2 separate regions of the Anser cygnoides genome follow, and region 2 is linked to region 1. A link is a contact called in public Hi-C data. All regions are on one chromosome and are shown on one strand. Each heading gives the region's core, a stretch centred on a gene start, on an enhancer-like site or on the middle of the called end of the contact. The rest is flanking DNA. Distances are from core to core; before and after follow the strand shown.

What was found. Hi-C and Micro-C count contacts between places; a contact is called where the count stands out from the background.
Region 2: a Hi-C map of liver shows a contact between it and region 1, with 2.6 times the contacts expected there. The contact joins two enhancer-like sites. A contact is called at or near these places in 2 of 7 Hi-C or Micro-C datasets (both in liver).

What each region holds. Positions count from the first base shown.
Region 1 is chr3:33,918,483-33,923,848 of Taihu_goose_T2T_genome, forward strand. The region is part of intron 1 of TMEM63B (transmembrane protein 63B); the gene reads right to left. Among named protein-coding and RNA genes, the nearest start is that of MRPL14, 9.0 kb to the right of the region's middle. Within about 2 kb of position 3,044, at least 2 of the 3 cell types and tissues checked have open chromatin away from gene starts, as enhancers often do. A contact at or near this core is called in liver, where this site is marked.
Region 2 is chr3:34,445,287-34,450,348 of Taihu_goose_T2T_genome, forward strand. LOC106029739 (epoxide hydrolase 1-like) reads left to right here. Exons shown (of 11, transcript XM_013171012.3): 6 at 605-835; 7 at 1,238-1,367; 8 at 1,764-1,978; 9 at 4,731-4,839. Among named protein-coding and RNA genes, the nearest start is that of MAD2L1BP, 8.3 kb to the right of the region's middle. Within about 2 kb of position 2,680, at least 1 of the 3 cell types and tissues checked has open chromatin away from gene starts, as enhancers often do. A contact at or near this core is called in liver, where this site is marked.

The sequences.
Region 1 (5,366 bases), core at 1,794-4,293:
CTTCCTCGCTGCACTGCTAGAGTAGTGCTTGCCTGGCAGGGTTGGTCTACAAAGGACCTCCAGTGCGGGCAGGCAACAAAGGGCAACGTAATCGCAGCCCTGCGGCACGCGGAGCCGAGCTCTCATCACAGCTGCACGCTGATAAGAGGTTCAGCAGCCAAAGCCAAAGGAGGAATGAAGTCAATTGTTCCTCAACAACAGCCGACATCAGCAAAGGGCCCTCCCAGCGAGAGGTCTGGATGCGGCCAGCAAGCCAGGACAGTTAGAGAAGAACATCCAGGAACCGGCACTCTGCATCCAGTGGGGAAAGCTCAGTGCTGACACAGCACCTGGTACACGCAGCAAGGTGACCTTGGCCATGAGAACGTCCAACCCGGGACACGGAGACACTGGGAAATCCTTGAGGTTTTACGACACATCGTTCCCCGCACATACCCTGCCTCAGCAGCTACTGAACTCATCAGGGAAGGCAAGAGAAGTTGCACGGTCCACGGGGCAGGGCTAGACAACCAATTCTGAGTTCCTGCTGCGAGCTGAGTAAGTAACAAAGGTCATAGCAGAGCGAGGTGGACACTAAACACAGCCTTGAGACTCACCCTTGTCCCCGAGCCCTTATCCACACAGCTGCAGATGGACAGCTGGGCCCCTCTCGGTGTGTCAGTGCTGGAAGACGTCCTGGTTCCTCTTCTGCAGGATGCTTGCTCTGCCGCTGCCAGAGGGGCCTACACCACAGACAGGGAAACCCCTGCACCTGCTGGGCAGCACGAGGGTTGGACACCTCCTTTTGAGTTTTCGGGTAGATCTCGGACTGCCGGGCAGGGGTCTGTAGCCAGGAGCCACGCACACGCGCCAGGCTGGGGACGCTGGGCCCGCAGCCAGCCAGCAGCACGTGAGAGATGCTGAGCGGGCTGTTCTTTTCACCGGCCTCTCTCCACCCTCTGGGCTTGGCAAGAGGAGCCGGGCCCAGCCTGGGAACACAGGGAACAAAGTGCCGGTCGGGCGCTGGGCACGGAGCTGACGGCACCCGGCCAAGAGCAGGGACACAGAAGTGGCACTTGAAGGCAAGCAGCCCGGCTCCCAGAGCCGCAGATAAAGGTGTGGGAGATAAAGCGGTTGCTTAGGCTTGAAGAAGGGCACTGAATTTTAGGCGAGGCGCAGCAGCGCAAGCCTTGTGTCATCTGGAGTCCTATCTCAACGTTAGGATAAACAAAGAAATGGTACTTTAATTGGGCAAAGCCACTTTGAGTCACTGTTTACGCGGAGCACAGCTCCACAAAGGCAAATATCAAACCTAAGAAAGTCCATCGAAGGCTTGCAGGTGGTAACACGGGCTCCTCTTGCCCACAGCCCCTTCTCGCACATACCAAGACCACTGAAATCCTGACTTGACCTGAAGGAGGCTGATCACTGCCGGATGGCATGCTGGAGAGGATGATCGTGCTGTTCCATCTCTCGTTTCTGAATCAGGACAACACACCGCAACAGGACAACTACACGAAATGACAAATCACCTGTTGAAGCTGCAGCTGCGGCCTCTAATGCAACATGACAGACCAGCAAACAATCCCTCCAGAGTTTTCCTTTTAGGAGTAAAGTTTGGCCTTCCCAAACGCATCACAGTAGCAGGAGTATAGCAACAATTAATGGATAATGGCATTCAGAGTTTAATTACTAATTAATAACCCAGATGAGGTTGCTGTTCAGTATTTCTCCCAACACAAATCTAGCCTTGGCAGCCGTACGGGCTAATGCTTGTGAAGATATTTCTCCAAGGATCCTCATGCAAAAGAAATCACCCCTGCTCAGGAAAGCTCCTAAGTACACACTTATCTTGAAATGCTCTCACTGAAGTGATCACAACTTAAACACACAGCTAAATTAAAGTGTTTGCCTAAAAAGGGACAGACTCGAGCACTGTGCTCTGCTTCAAGCACCAGCTGTTTTCCAAGACCATTCACTGACCCCAGGCTACGTGTACTGGTTATCAGCCCAGCCCCAGTCGAGCATCTCATGGTAGAGGCAGCAAAGATCAAGTAGCTTAACCAGAATTTGTCTCTGATGATGAGAAATAGGTTCCTGTGGTACACTTTACAGCGACAACTGCCACATGCTGCCTTTGTGTTCATACCCTGAGAGGTCACAGAGCACTGTTTCAGTCACAGTGGGGCCAAACACCTAAAGCCTTGTCCCCTCTCCCTGGCCTACCCTCTCATTTCCCATTACCTTCCAGCACGGCTGCCTCCCATGGCGTTCAAACTGTCTGCAGCAGAAGAGGAAAGCGAGCTTTCTTTGTTTTTAAATAAACACGGCAGTTCGAGAAGCGCCAACTGTTCTGATGAAATTCAGTTTACCCCACTTAAATCAACAAACATTCAGACATCCTCGTAGCTGTCCCATTTTTGCATACCGGGACACGCTTGAACCTTGTTGCCAGACTCGCTACACATCATCAGCGTTAGCGTCAGGGCTTATCAGGCTCTTGGCAAACGCTGCCACACACAACAAACACGGCCTTTGCATTTCTGTTGCTGTTATAGAGCCTTTTTTTTTTTCCAAAATACCCCATAGGTATTCCACAAAAAAAAACAAACAACGGAAAAGGAAAAAAACCACCCCCCCAAAACCTCTTGCTGGGAAGGCGATCTCCAGACACGAAGCGCAGAGCTCCATTACTGTGTGATGGATGACAGTCCTCCCAGCACGCCCTTTCCAGATCACCGTGCAGAAAGACTCGTGCCACTCACCAGAGGTAAGGTAGGAACCATTTAAAGGACATTTTGTCAATGGAGAAGGCACAGCACCACCGCCTCGCCTCACAAACCAGTCAGCATGCTCCCAGGGGGCCTTTAGCCTGGCGCTTCCTAGGCGCCCTCATGGCTCCGAGGGGCCAGCCCGACACTCCAGCAGAGCACCAGGCAGGTTTACCTGCCTTAAACCAGGCCGTGGAAAAGTACAAGGAGGCAGGAGGGCAGCACCTCCTCCAGCCTCCCCCGTGAGGCCGGCCGGCCGCCGCCAAGCTGCCCGCTTGTTTGTGCTCGAGGCCTGTCAGGGTAATCGCGCCACAGCCCCGTAAGCAAGCAGCAAGGCTGGAATTTCCCCCCTGGCAGCCTGCCCTGCTCTGATGCCACCTGACTGGCATCCCGATCAAAGCCTCCGAGGAATCCCGAGTAGGGGAATCAGGGCCAGCCGCCGCACGTGGGGCGGAGGGCAGGGTGCAACGCTGGGGCCACGGTTGACCCTGCTGGGCTCCACGTTGCACTTACACCCGCGTGTCACCTCCTGCTTACAGCAGGTCATCAGACATCCGTGGTCCTGGCAATGCTGTGGGTTTTGAGTTTCATCTGAAAACGGCACACGTGTAGGGACACCCATGTGTGACTGGGCCCAAAGCTTTACCCCGCTACTGCAAATTGTGGCATCCTTGTCTCCGCATTAAACACCTGCAGCCCGAAGCAGCCACGTGCACATCACTCCTTCCTGCTGAATCCCGCTCACTTTCAGGTCTCCGCAGTGCCCCCATCCACACATCAGCAGGGCTGGGGACACCTTTCCAGGGCCAGGTGGAGCAGAGCTGGTGCTCAGGCAGCTTCCCAGCCGTGCCCACTGCGGCCTCATCACACCACAGCCGTGCTCACGGCGCCCAGGCCCAGGTCCTGCGACGCCTGCGCTCGACAGCAGGCAAAGCTCCCAATATAGCATCAGCCACCTATTTATAACACGCTGTTTACCAACACCAAGCGCTCTCTCGGTGGAAGTGAGATGAGTCAAGGGAGCATGAGCGCTCTGGATCCCCCTCCTGTCATGGGAGGATCAGGAGACAGTGGAAGGGTGACCTGTGGTTGATCACCTGCAGCTCCCTCACCAATGGGATCATACTCGAGGGCATGCTCAGTATATATATTTTTTATATCAGACCCCTAAGCTCTGGGTAGATCTTCCTGTTGATTAGATCCACCACACAAGAGCACGAACATCCCCTTTCAGCGTGCTCCAGGCTCTGGAAGCACCGAGTGCCATATGGTCTTCAACACCTGCTTTAATGTGGGGTCTCCAAAAGCCTCCCGACAGCCCGTGACCTTCTTCCAGAAGCTCGATGGAGGGCTGCTGGCTGCTACGGGGCTGTGACAGGGGGGCTCAGGCAGTGCCTGTCTCCTGCAGAGGGACCACGACGCTGCTGGCTGGTGGGCCTCTGGCAAGCACAGCCCCCAGCTGCCACCCTGCCACCCCCACGGAGAGAGGAATGGGATTTCAGGGGATGTAGGCAGCAAGGACATCTGACTGCCTTCGGCGGCAGGCAGAGACGAGCACAACAAAGTTTGTTACGGGTCTCAAAGCAGGGCTGGGTGGGAGAGGGGTTACAAAGCCCAGGCACACGTGACCACCTCTTGTTTTGGGATATTGTCCAGGAGCTAGGCTCCTGAGCAGCAGAAGGCAAGAAGCACTCTCTGCTGCCCAAGGCATACCCCCACCAGGCAGCTAGAAACAGACCCCGCAGTGATGCTGCTGAACTGAGCATCCATATGGTGGCGGATCAGAGCCTTGAAGCCCATCCAGGCAGAACAACCAGTGCCAGCTCCTGGCTCCTCCTAAAGCCACCACCGCATTTTCCATTCCTCCCTCCTGGCTGAGCCCAGCTGTCTCTCCATGCCAGGCTCATTTTTAGAACCTCGCATTTTCCTCTCCTTCTCAGAGAAAGCTATTGCTTTCCTGCCTTCAAACACTCAGCACACCTCCCATCCCACCAAGAGGGTAATGGACCTCCTGGCTCCTTTCCCCTTTGTCATTTCCTGGATCCATCCTCTATGCCATCGCACTTACCAGCTCCAAATGGACTGGAGAGGACGATTAAGAGGCTCGGATCGATTTCTGAGCTTCCACCCCTCCTAAGGGGCACAGGGAGGGCGGTCCCAGTGGCTTTACCAGAAAGCCTCAGCCACGGCTTGATGCGTGTCCAGTTATAGCCTGGAGCCCAAAGGCCTGGCTGGAGCACATCGTGTTAACAACAGGACCGCAGGACATCACCAGACGTAGGCCCTGGGCAGCGCTGGCCAGCCACTCGGGTGCTGGGCCTTCACCTTGGCAGGGTCCTGCTGGGGTGAACGCATGCAGACGCCCACTGGGAAGCAGGCCCATGCCCACCCGCTCCTCCTGGGTGAGTTACATCTGTCCTGTCCCTGCTCGAGGGTTCCACAGGATTAAAACTGAGGATGTTTTTGCATGGTTCCCCAGCTGCTTACAGGAGTAACTGCAAAGGCACAAGTTTCAGTCTGCCCCCACCGGCTCAGGTCAGCTCTGGGCAGCCAGGGAGATGCCGGAGTGGCTCCCTGCCTGCACATCCAGGCGAGCAGCGTTGTGCACTGTGAAGT
Region 2 (5,062 bases), core at 1,430-3,929, 530 kb after region 1:
AGTATGCATAACAGCTTAGTGATGTAAGGGAAATATCACTATTGTGGCCCACATTATTAATAACCTTGTATAAATTGAGACCATCATACATTGGCAATAAGTTTAGGTATGTTTCAAAATGGGCTTCCTCTGGCTCAGAACCTGTGCTAATTAACTATGAGGTTTTCTTGTTTTCTTCTAGTGATGCCTTGAAGACACCTTTAAAGACTGCAAAATTTATCCAGGCTCTAAGGCTAGAATATTTTTTCATGTCATTATGTCATGTTTTTGTGTGGTAATGCCCAATGTCTTCCCTGCATTATGCTGTGAATTTAAGTGTAGCTCTACCCATTACTGTGAAACCACTTTCTCAGGAGAGGGATGCTCAGTCTGCTGCAACTCCAATTTCTGGGGCTGAGATCAATACCTTGGTCTGTATGCAAAAGATGAGAAATAGCTACAATGCCAGGCATCCCCCTTTCAGCTGGGCATCTTCTTGCCATTAGTTGACTGTATAATTTCTGCCATGAAACCTAATTAATACTTTGCCAACCTCCTTCTTCAGAGTCCAGAACAGAAATTGAGATGGAGACAGAGCTTAATCTATCTCTTTGATGTCTGGCAGGGATTGATATCCATTTTATCCATGTGAAGCCTCCTTACGTCCCTCATGGACGAGCTGTTCAACCTATCCTGATGGTCCACGGCTGGCCTGGCTCCTTCTACGAGTTCTACAAGATCATCCCTCTGCTCACAGAGCCAGCCAAGTACAGCCTGGGTGATGGCGATGTGGTGTTTGAGGTCATCTGCCCATCCATCCCAGGCTATGGCTTCTCAGAGGCTCCGCACCAGAAAGGTAAGTGATGAAGAGGCTCCATCGGAATCGCAAGGTTTTTGGTGTAACACTTCAGCTATCCCCCAGACCCCTGTGCACTGAAGCCTGTGAATGCAGGAAGGCAGATTCTGGATCTGAGGTTCAGTAAACTTGGCTCTGCACGTATGCTGACGTGACTGAGGCTCTAAGGCTGGTTGTGGAGATTTGGAAGGCAGTGGTAGCTGGAAGCCATCTCTGCTTTCCACTTTCTCCTCTTTGCATTGAATTTACATCGTCTGGAGTTCTGTTTATTGTCAAGGAGTGAGGTGGAGCAGTGCCTTCACAGCAGCACACTCACTTGCCTCTGTCAGGCCGTGATCTTTGGCCAGGGAATGCATGCTGGGACAAACGGGTCTCCTGTGTGGTGTTTCTCTTTACCTACAGGCTTTGACAGCCGCGCAACTGCTCGGATATTTCACAAGCTGATGAAGAGACTGGGCTTCAAGGAATACTATGTTCAGGGAGGAGACTGGGGATCTCGAATTACTACAAACATGGCCCAGATGCTGCCAGAGTGAGTAGCAAAGGGAATCAAAGGAGCTCATCCTTTCAGCAGCTGAAGAGTATAGCACTTTCCCATCTAAAATGCAAAGTTGAGGGAGCCTGATCAGAAAAGAAACAAAATACCTTCCGTGGAAGATGGCATCATAGCTCAGCATTTAACACCTAAAAACTGGCATCACATACCAGTGGCGCAGCTGAATGGAGATGGCACCAGCTGTATAATTTCTAACTCCTACAATCTTTTTGAACCATGATAACCACAACGAACCTTTCAGGTTCTTTCAGGGCTTGATATATCTGACTCTATGAAATGCTTCTATCATAGCACCAGTCAGACTTACTTTCTAGAAAATCTGGATACAGAAAGTTTATTGATTTAACTTTCTATTAATTAATTTGATTTTAGATCTGTGAAGGGGATTCATGTGAATCTTGTCTTCATCACCATGCAAGGTTTTAAAAAGTTGGTTCAAGTGATGCTTGGGGCTTACGTACCATGGCTTGTAGGCTTCACTAGGGAAGACGTTCGACGGATGTACCCCTTCATGCAGAAGAATGTGTATGATCTTCTGCGAGAATCTGGATACTTACATATCCAAGCCACCAAACCAGACACTGCAGGTAATGAACCTTCTTTATATTGCTATATATAGTATACAAACTGCTCATGGTATTTAAAAAAAAAAAAAAAAAAAACTCATAGTCGAACAAAGGCCTACTGCATCTGAAAAGCAATGCATTCCGGTGACTGAATGCAAGACATGGGACCAAAACCTGTCTTTAAAAAAAAAAAAAAAAAGTTGGACGCTGCAAATATCACTTTTAAAACTGTTTAAAATGGAGTACCACTTCTCTTGAGGAAAGAACCCCTTTGCAAAAAGCCTCTTAAAGTGAAGCGTAGGGTCTTGAAACTGAAGCTTCTAGAAATAAAAATGGGTGAAAACATGAAAAAAAGATCATAAGCAAGTGTAATGTGAAATTTGCAGAAAGGTAGACTCAGCCCTAAATCTTAAAAGCCAGAAGGCTGACAGAGTCAGTGTGGCCAGTAGATAAAGAGTCAGAAGAAACATACGGCCATCTCAGAAAGGTTAAATGAATTATTTGTATTAGTCCACACTAGTAAAGATTATGGGGTATTCTTCTGAGTACTTTCTCTCACTAGGAAAGACAGCAGAACTGCATCAGACTGGTGTCACTAGCAGAGATTACAGAATGAATAGTATCTCAGCCTGGCTATTCACTGAAACTTTCAGAAGTAACTGAAAGTGAAATGTTAAATAATACCTAGTCTGTTGCTTGAACTCATCACAATACCAAAGAAATAAAAGGAGGCAAGCAAGATACCAGGCTGCTTTTTTTGTTTGTTTTTGTTTTTTGTTTGTTTTGTTTTAAATAGACAAGAAGTGGTGGGACAGCAGCCCTGGAAAAATACAGATCAGTATGTCTAGTCTTTGTGATCAGTAAGCTGGCAGAACTATTTTAAAGAAGAAAATTGATTTACAGGTGATAGTATCACAAGAAAATCAGGGTTCAAAAATGAGAGCAAATTCCAAAAACTAAGTTTTATTGAGGTTCCTCCCCGATGTTTCCCAAAAAATGAAACTGCCTTTAGAATAGGACTAAGTTCATGACTAATAACTGGTTAACATGAGAATCTGAACACAGGAATAAGTAAGCAAGTTCCAGGGGTGAGGAGAGTATCACAAAAATCTGTGCTGGCACCTGTACAATTAAGCATGATCCTAATTTCTCTACAGAGAAAAGTTAATTGTTAAGTGAAAAATTGAGTGCTATCCAGGGCTTAGTTTAATCTAAAGATAACTGCAGAGAGTTGCGAAAACATTTAATTGACTAGTTGAATAAATTGGCCAATAAAATTTGATGTCACCAAAGTGCAAAGCAATTAGGGGAAGAAATCACAATGGGCTCTTCTTTGGCTGCTGCCATATAAGAAAATCCATGAGTCATGGTTAGTTCTTTCAAATGTCAGCCAGCTCAGCCAAAGTTCAAGAGCATTTTACAGACTGTCAAATAAAATAAAACAAAACAACAAAAAAAGACCAAGACAAAATACCAAATCCATGATATTCAGAATCCATTGCATTCCTGTTCACCCTGTTTCATAAGCGTGCTTTAGAATCAGAATACAAAAAGGGGGGAAAAAAGGCAAATTGGCGTGATCAAGCAGCTTCCATAAAAACACTGTACACAGTATAGGACTATGTAACCTGGAAGATAAAACAGCAGGGACTTCTTAGCACACTAGAATTGTGAAATGTAGAAAATAAATATGAAAAAAATATATATTCCCTACTCAGTTGTAAGAAATATCTATATTATCAGTTCAGTTCTTATCAGGCAAGTTTAAAGCAAAGTCACAGTATTTTCACACGGCACCAGTTGTGGCATGTTGAATATGGTACAGGTTGAGTAACAAGCTGCAAACGAGTCTGCTATTTGAGGGTCTAATCCACAGACACTCCATAAAGTAGTTCAGAGGCAGCTTTCAGCCCAGAAAATGCTCATCTCCAGATGGGTTTTATGCTGGATGACGCATTTAAGACTGCCCTACTGTTGCTGGCCAAAGCGTTTATATGATTTCAATCTGTAGCACATTACTCTGGGCCTGACATGCAGGAAATTGTTGTGCCAATGTACAAATTTACTCCGCTAGGCCCACTATTAAACAGTCCGTGGTGTGCATCATCTTCTAAAAAGTCATTCAGTGCTGAAGCCACACTAAAATGCACCTGAAAGTACACAATGCTTAGTATACTCTAAAATTACAGCCTAGAGTACTGCTAAGGAATTTTCTGAAGGCAAGCCTGTATCACTACTGAAGTAAATACTATCCTTGTTTTACAAGTAAAACATGGAGATAATGTGATACGTATGTACTACCTTTATAATATTTATAACATAGTGCTCCCAAAGGGCAGGAACAGGTAGTGGATACACAGCACTCCACTCTTTAAATTACATAAAAGGTGATGAACTGTGCTCAGTGTCCTGATTACCCATCCAAAGCAGGACAGCATTCCCAAATAGTTTATTTAAAAACTCTTTGTACAGTGTAATCCCTTTACATCCCAGTGTGCTCCTGCCGCATGTCAACAGGAAGCTGACAGGTCTGGTTTTGCTCCTTGCTTCTCTTGCATAGGAGCCACGTGTGTTTGCAGCACTGTCACTTACAGCTGGAACTCCACAGGGGTAAATTCATCAAGAATAAAGTACTGCCAGGGCTAGTTAAATACAACCTCTCTACCAAATTCTCATGTAAAACTCCGAGGAACTTGTGAAAGTCCAGTTTAACTTCAGTTGAAGTATTACAATGCCATGCAAATGCAAAAGCTCTGCTGTTCTCCTGAACTAGGTTGTGGAGTGAATGACTCCCCGGTGGGGCTTGCTGCATATATTTTGGAGAAATTCTCTACCTGGACAAATAAATCATTTCTGCATAAAGATGATGGAGGCTTGGAAAGGTAAGGAAACAAAAGCTCTTTGATGAGAAAACTCATTAAAAGGCAGTGTGATGACAGCTAATGAGGAGATAGGTAAAAGATTGGGTTAATTTTAAGGATGAAAGATTACAAGACAAGTAGTTAACCTTATAGTAGGCTGCCTGCAAGCTACTGGTTCAGCACCAGGCAGTTTTGCTCTGAGCACACAGATGTCAACTGATTTGCTGCTTGAAAATGAGTAGAG